2 separate regions of the Mus musculus genome follow, and region 1 is linked to region 2. Evidence: chromatin contacts called from public Micro-C data. All regions are on one chromosome and are shown on one strand. Each heading gives the region's core, a stretch centred on a gene start, on an enhancer-like site or on the middle of the called end of the contact. The rest is flanking DNA. Distances are from core to core; before and after follow the strand shown. Region 1 has its middle 41 kb from the start of Gm25081. Region 2 overlaps Psmb7 (proteasome (prosome, macropain) subunit, beta type 7).

Region 1 (3,377 bases), core at 121-2,620, 150 kb before region 2:
CCCTCATCTGTCACGAGTAGTTGTTTTCTAGGCTTTGCTGCCCAGCTTGTCCTATCCCCTAACTTGTACTTGTAGCTTAGGGCGGATGCATGGAGCTCTCTACCATCAAGCTGAAGAGAGGGGGTAAATGGCATAGTGTCCTCAAAGGAGATTAGATGAGGTCAGGTTCTTAAACAACACATCTCTTGTTTCTTACATCTTAAGAAAACTTGCAGATACAGAGACAAAGTTTGGAGCTGAGACGAAAGGATGGACCATCTAGAGACTGCCATGTCCGGGGATCCATCCCATAATCAGCTTCCAAACGCTGACACCATTGCACACACTAGCAAGATTTTGCTGAAAGGACCCAGATATAGCTCTCTTTTGTGAGACTATGCCAGGGCCTAGCAAACACAGAAGTGGATGCTCACAGTCAGCTATTGGATGGGTCACAGGGCCCCCAATGGAGGAGCTAGAGAAAGTATCCAAGGAACTAAAGGGATCTGCAACCCTATAGGTAGAACAACGTTATGAACCAGTACCCCGGAGCTCTTGACTCTAGCTGCATATGTATCAAAAGATGGCCTAGTCGGCCATCAGTGGAAAGAGAGGCCCATTGGACTTGCAAACTTTATATGCCTCAGTACAGGGGAATGCCAGGGCCAAAAAGTGGGAGTGGGTGGATAGGGGAGTTGGGGGAGGGGAGGGTATGGGGGACTTTTGTGATAGCATTGGAAATGTAAATGAGGAAAATACCTAATAAAAATATTTTTAAAAAATTAAAAATAAATAAATAAATAAAGCTGCTATAAACATAAAAAAAGAAAACTCGCAGAAATATTCATACCAGTCTCTTCAAATATACCCTTGCTATGACTTCATAAAGAAAGAATTAAAGCAACACAAAAACAATGAGAATGATCAAAAGATTATATTTCACCCATCCCTGAGCTGTGCTGTCAACCAGTGAAGATGACTTGTTTTTGTTTTTTTTCTGAGACAGGGTCTTAACTGTAGCCTGGCTGCCCTGGAACTTATTACGTAGATCAGGCCGGCCTTGAACTCACAGAGACCATCCTGCCCCTCTCTGCCCCTCAAATTTTAGGAATACGGGGATATATCATCGTGCCTGGCTTGATTTTTATGTAGAATTCCTAACATAATAAAAGCTAATGATATAGGGTTAATTGAAATTTTGAAATAAAGTACTGGAGGCTCTGGTCCTATTCTCACACCAGGCAGCCCTGTAAAAGAAGATAAATTAGCAAGAGAAAAAGAACACTTAAAAAAAAAAAAAAACAAACAGTTTCCTGTGACGTGGGAGCCTTCAGAAAACTGGTTTTATGATCAGGTGTGGTAAGCAATGGATAGCCACACAGAAATGAGCAAGGTTGAACAGCAGGATTGCATGTTTACAGACAGCGTTGGGAGGGAACCTGTCATGGCCTCTGCTCAAATATTCCTACGTGGCTTTAGCATTCTTTCCTCCTAGGAATGGGGCAGGAACCCTCTAGAATGAGAGCCTTCCAGGGAGAAAGGACAGTGCTTTTTCTAGGTGTGAGGGCTTTGGGTGGGGCAGGTGTTCTTTTCTATGGCCTACCCTGAGGAGAGGAATTCTGGTTTCTATGACTCATTTTGAGGGAGGAAGAGGAACAAAGTATGGGAGGACCGAAGAAGGTCAGAGGGAATTTGCTTCAGAAACTTTTCAGGAAAATTTCAATAAGATTTATTTATGTTTTTTGGTTGTTATTTTTTTTTCCATTTTTTTTTTCTTTTTTTCGAAGACGGAGTTTCTTTATGTAGCCCCTGGCTTTCCTGGAGCTTGCTCTGTAGGCCAAGGTGGTCTCCAACTCAGATATCTTCCTGCCTCTGCCTCTTGAGTGCTAGGCCTAAAGGTGTGCGCCATCACCACCTGGCTTTTTCAGGATCTTTTAATTCACTGTGCCCAGATGCCGAAGGGCCCAGTTTTGTGGTATCCTGATTTGAAGAGCCATCATGGATTTCGGCAAAGCCTTTCTCCTGTGGTTCTATACATCTCTGATTCTCAGTTGTTGTTGTTGTTGTTTTTCTTGTTTTTTTCGAGACAGGGTTTCTCTGTATAGCCCTGGCTGTCCTGGAACTCACTTTGTAGACCAGGCTGGCCTTGAACTCAGAAATCTGCCTGCCTCTGCCTCCCAAGTTCTGGGATTAAAGGCTTGTGCCTTTAAATTTAAACCCTGGTGACCCACCCTTCCTTAAGTTCTTTTCGTTGATTATTTTGCTGCAGCTATAAGGAATGTTTCTCTAAGAGTTCAAGATTGATTGATTATGTCTGCCATGGGTGGAAAATGAGTAAGCTGTCAGACGTCTGCTGGACATTTGTCAGTTCTTGTGTAGACCTCAGGATACCTGCAATTGTACCTAGATAAGCACCCAATTCCTTCAGGAATCCTAATTACTTATATTTCAGGTTTCGTCTGCAATGTGTGTTGTTGGAACACCGAGGAACTGTGCCTTGTTTGCGGATAGTTCTTTGTTATCTTCCACTGTGTGACGTCTGTTCCATTCTTCGGCTTTCTGAGTCATAATCCACCAACCAAGACCTTGGACTTGAGTCTCGGTTTGGTTTTCTTCTCTCTTAGGGTCTCACATTATAAAGAGCAGTCTTGCTTTAATCTTGTTTGCCTATCCGCCTCAGCCCCAGAAGCTGGAATCCTCCATATGTCTTCGTTTATGTAGATCTAAGGTTCAGACCCTAGGAATGCTGATGCCATCCAGACCAAAACTAAATGCCAGAGTACTCTGGGACTCTGATTTGTGCCCCACCCCCAATGTTTCCATTTGTCTGCTCAGTCCCATGCTGAGTCTTCCCTAAGTGCCCCCTGCCTCCCCTTTTTCCAACATCCCTCAATACTGAAAACTTCTAATTTAGTTGCATGACTTTTCCTTGGGAGACATAAAGAAATATCTGTTTACCCCAAATAAGCACCAATAGACCAAAGAAACAATATCATTAAAGTCCAGCTAGTGGAACCAATGAATTTTTTGGGATTACTTACAGGGGCCCTGGGGGAGGGGGGCTACTCACAGGGGGTCTCAACCCTGCCCAAGCATGGATGATTATTTACAAAAGCTCCATCTCTGGAGATGCAACTTCAATCAACCGTCTCCCTCCTGTGTACTCTGAATGTCCAAGACCATGCAACTGGGGTAGGATTACATGCAGTTGTGGGGTGGTACAAGGAGTGAGTGGCTGAGATCTTGGGCCAGAGAATGTTAAGGGGCCCTGTCTTGTGATGGTCTCCCGTGGTTGATTCCATAGCCTTTCTGATTTCAAGGTGGCAATGGCCATACCATGCTCAGAGGACAGAGTTGAATTTTGAATTGCTTGAAGAATATGAACATTTAAATACACA
Region 2 (3,371 bases), core at 548-3,047:
AAAAGGGCAGTCATGATAAGTTATGCCCACGGAGAATGGTGGCATACTCAGCGCACATAATAGTTCACAGGTCTGTTTGTTCGTGGTTGTTGGTGCTTAAAACCTCCTTAGAGCTGGGCAGTGGTGGCACTTGCCTTTAATCCCAGCAGTTGGGAGGCAGAGGCAGGCGGATCTCTCTGAGTTCCAGGACAGCTAGAGCTATGCAGAAAAACCTTGTCTTGAAAACCAAACCTAACCATCACCACCATTCCCTAGAACTGACTCCAATGGTTTGCCTGGAGCTCTTCAGGTGGTAAGCAGGGGCCTAGACTTTTCAAAGTCCTTCATGCCCTTTCTTCACTACAATGTCTTCCATTATATGCTGCCAGTATCTGTCATTTAAAGAAAGACTCAATAAGTTCTGCTGAAGTCTTACTGCTGGGCAGTAATACTTTAGGTTTCAGGGTACACTTATTGTCTGTTACAACTATTTGATGCCAACACCTAACATATAACAGCTACAAACTAAGCATAAACAGGGTGATTATCAGGCCCAAAAATACTTTATTAACAAAAACGGGTGTTAGGTTGGATTTGACTCCTGGACTCAGTTTGCTAAATGATCAAAATATCTTAATGTTGTTGACTCCAGGATAGAATCTTCCCATCCAATAATGGGGGAAGACAAAGCTGCGTTTATAAAGTCAAAGAGTAAGGTAAAACCCCTATGGAAGCCATCTTCTTAGATAACATAGTGGACAAAATCAGCACTGTGAGGCTGAGACAAGCTGATAACAAAATACAATCATATTTCTGGGGAAATGCTGCCAGAGCCAAACCCAAGACCACTTTGCCCTCACAGAATTTGTCTCCACCCAACCTATGAGCTTACAAGTTTACCAAAGTGACTTGCTGTTTCTCCCCAAATTTCCCATATGCCAGGGGAGACACACTAGGACCAAAGACAGAGGTCCCAGAACTTTATCCTCTTGGGATTTTAAGAGTTCAGGCCCATGTGACAGCTCCAAGGCTTGTCAGAGGTCAAAGGCTGAGTAGGAAAGACAATAAAGGTCGCCTCAGCAAGGCTTCAAGGAGAGCTGAAGGCAGGCTGTAAACAAAGGCATCCAGGAAATGAGCAAAGCAGGTAGCAAGGCAGAACATAGGTCCACCAAGCTGCAATCTTTTATGAAACAAGGGCAGGTGTGAGCCAGCCTTTCCTAGCTGTGTGCTGCCGCTGCTTCCCAACAACACAAGGGTACAGACACTTGAGCCCAACAAAACACGCATCTCAGGAACACCACCCCCAACTTCAAGTCCCACACCCGAACTGCCCCAAATTTGGTCTAAGAGCCTTGATGAGCAGATTCAAGGCTTCAAGTTGTGCGAAAAATCTGAGCCAGGTTTGAATACTAGTGACAGTAGTGCCCTCTACAGACCCAGAGGAGGATAGAGACAGCTCTGCAAGAGTGGGAGGGATCTTTACCAAACCAGCAGCCAGACACCTTTGTAAGAGCAGTGAAGCAAGTTATTCTCGTGTGCATCTGCACAGTGCCTTGAGAATTCACCTCACAGAATCATCTAATCAGGAACTGTTTCTGAACAGTCCCACAAAAGCCTTACCAGAAACAAGGAAAGGTGGTATACAGGAGATGCTAGTGGAGACTGCTCCCACACAGAAAGCAAAACCCAATCACCGGCTTAACAAATGCAACCTCATTCCAACTCTGTTTATTAACCAACCTTAGATGTGCATGTGCACGCTCGCTGGGAGTGCCCTGCTTGCTCCCCAGCTCGGGGCTTCCGACCTTCTCCCCCTTCTCTTTTCTCCACTTAACTACCGCCTTTGTCTGTTCTTGTCCCTTTAGCTAGTGCTCTGAGCAAGACACATGGGACAGAAAAAAATAACCAACAGGCAGCACTTAGCACCACAGATCTTAATTCCCAAGGGAGGATGACGCTGAGAGCATGGAAATATATGAGCTGTTGTTACACATGCCTGTCTAGTCTGTATTCATTCACCTGGACAGGAGGTGCTGCAGAGTGCAGGTGACTCTCCCTCTGCTTTGTAAACATTTGCACATGGAAGTAAATCCCAGCAAAAGCACATTTCAAAAAGTACAAAGAATTTGAAATGTATTATGTATAATTTGATCCACTTGTAGAATCATCATGTATACAGACGTGTAAAGGCTTTGACAAATTGAGGAGACATTTAATGCTGCTTCACCAATTCAAGAGAAGATGATTCTTTAAGGACTCCTCCCCCTTGACCCCACCCCCACCCCCCAGTTATGAAATGGAAAACTTCACACTGAGTACCTACCATAACATGTTAAATACAGAATCAGGCACATGGATAATCTCTATCCAGTTTTATTACAATCCCCAAACACCTACGGAGGCTCATACTAATCAGAATGTATGGCCGAGAGGGAGCCCCAAGGCCACACAGCTAGCAAACAGTAAATAGTAAAGCAGGTTTGTGGTAGCCACAAACCGTATCAGCTAAGTAACCTTCTTGGGCTCTGGGCTCTTCACTACTTGGGGACGCCACGGCTGTGTTAAGTTTAAGGATAGGTGCCAATTTCTGTCTGGCTTGCCAAAAAGCAGCTCCTATGGCTGTCACTAGAGAGCAGGGGAGCCTTGTGCTTTCCCTAACACCCTCAGACTACCTGATGAAGGCCTTTCGCCTCTCTACTTTGCACAAGATAATGTTCCCACAATGTCCTGTCAGGAATGCCAGTATCAGTGGCATACCTTCAGGAGACAGAGGTGGGCAAATCTCTGAGTTCAAGGCCAGCCTGGTCTACAGAGTAAGTTCCTGGACAGTCAGGGCTACACAAAACAAAATAAAAGATGATGGTCTTACTTCATGTTCTTCTCACCACCAAACTCTCTCAAAACACAAGGAGGTTGAAAACGATTGCTGTCTACCCATCACTTACGTAGTACTTTCAAGAAGTATCTTCAGAAACCTATCTGAGGAACTGCTTCATAGCTAAACTGCTGTCTTTAAACACGGTACTTTACAAACAGACTTCTAGGTACAGATAGATGCACCTATACTACTACGCATGGTCATGTTTTTTCTTCTCTAGAGTAAAATTTCGCAAATAACTTGTTTTTAATATGTGCTGCTATTATTTTAGAAAACTGTCAAGAAAATTTCAGAAAGGTGGGGAAAACACCACATTTATCACCTTTGGCTCACAGAATATTCAGGAAACATGTTTCTTCCTCTAGGATTCCTTCTTTCTAGCACTGTGTACCTCACTCTTCTGGAAGATCTGAGGTGACCTGGGTCCTGAGCAACATCTGCCTGGGACAGGTGCTGCTTAGGGGATCTCTGACCTAGCCCTGCAGACCCTGTACCCCAGATGGCTTGCCCCAGG

The links. Hi-C and Micro-C count contacts between places; a contact is called where the count stands out from the background.
Region 1: a contact with region 2 is called in a Micro-C map of trophoblast stem cells, with 5 times the contacts expected there. The contact joins two enhancer-like sites. A contact is called at or near these places in 8 of 39 promoter capture datasets (the 3T3-L1 cell line, the C10 cell line, the HPC-7 cell line and 4 more), 8 of 15 datasets of contacts at CTCF or cohesin (CD8 T cells, the G1E-ER4 cell line, embryonic stem cells and 5 more), 206 of 484 Hi-C or Micro-C datasets (the 3T3-L1 cell line, 3T3-L1-derived adipocytes, the 63-12 cell line and 103 more), 33 of 115 datasets of contacts at active chromatin or transcription factors (the 230-238 cell line, CD8 T cells, the HPC-7 cell line and 19 more) and 2 of 9 other capture datasets (embryonic stem cells and embryonic tail).

Annotation. Positions count from the first base shown.
Region 1 is chr2:38,437,486-38,440,862 of GRCm38.p6, forward strand. No RefSeq gene overlaps it. Among named protein-coding and RNA genes, the nearest start is that of Gm25081, 41 kb to the right of the region's middle. Within about 2 kb of position 1,371, at least 9 of the 459 cell types and tissues checked have an H3K27ac peak or open chromatin away from gene starts, as enhancers often do. A contact at or near this core is called in extraembryonic ectoderm and trophoblast stem cells, where this site is marked.
Region 2 is chr2:38,590,859-38,594,229 of GRCm38.p6, forward strand. The region is part of intron 6 of Psmb7 (proteasome (prosome, macropain) subunit, beta type 7); the gene reads right to left. Among named protein-coding and RNA genes, the nearest start is that of Psmb7, 51 kb to the right of the region's middle. Within about 2 kb of position 1,798, at least 34 of the 459 cell types and tissues checked have an H3K27ac peak or open chromatin away from gene starts, as enhancers often do. A contact at or near this core is called in extraembryonic ectoderm and trophoblast stem cells, where this site is marked.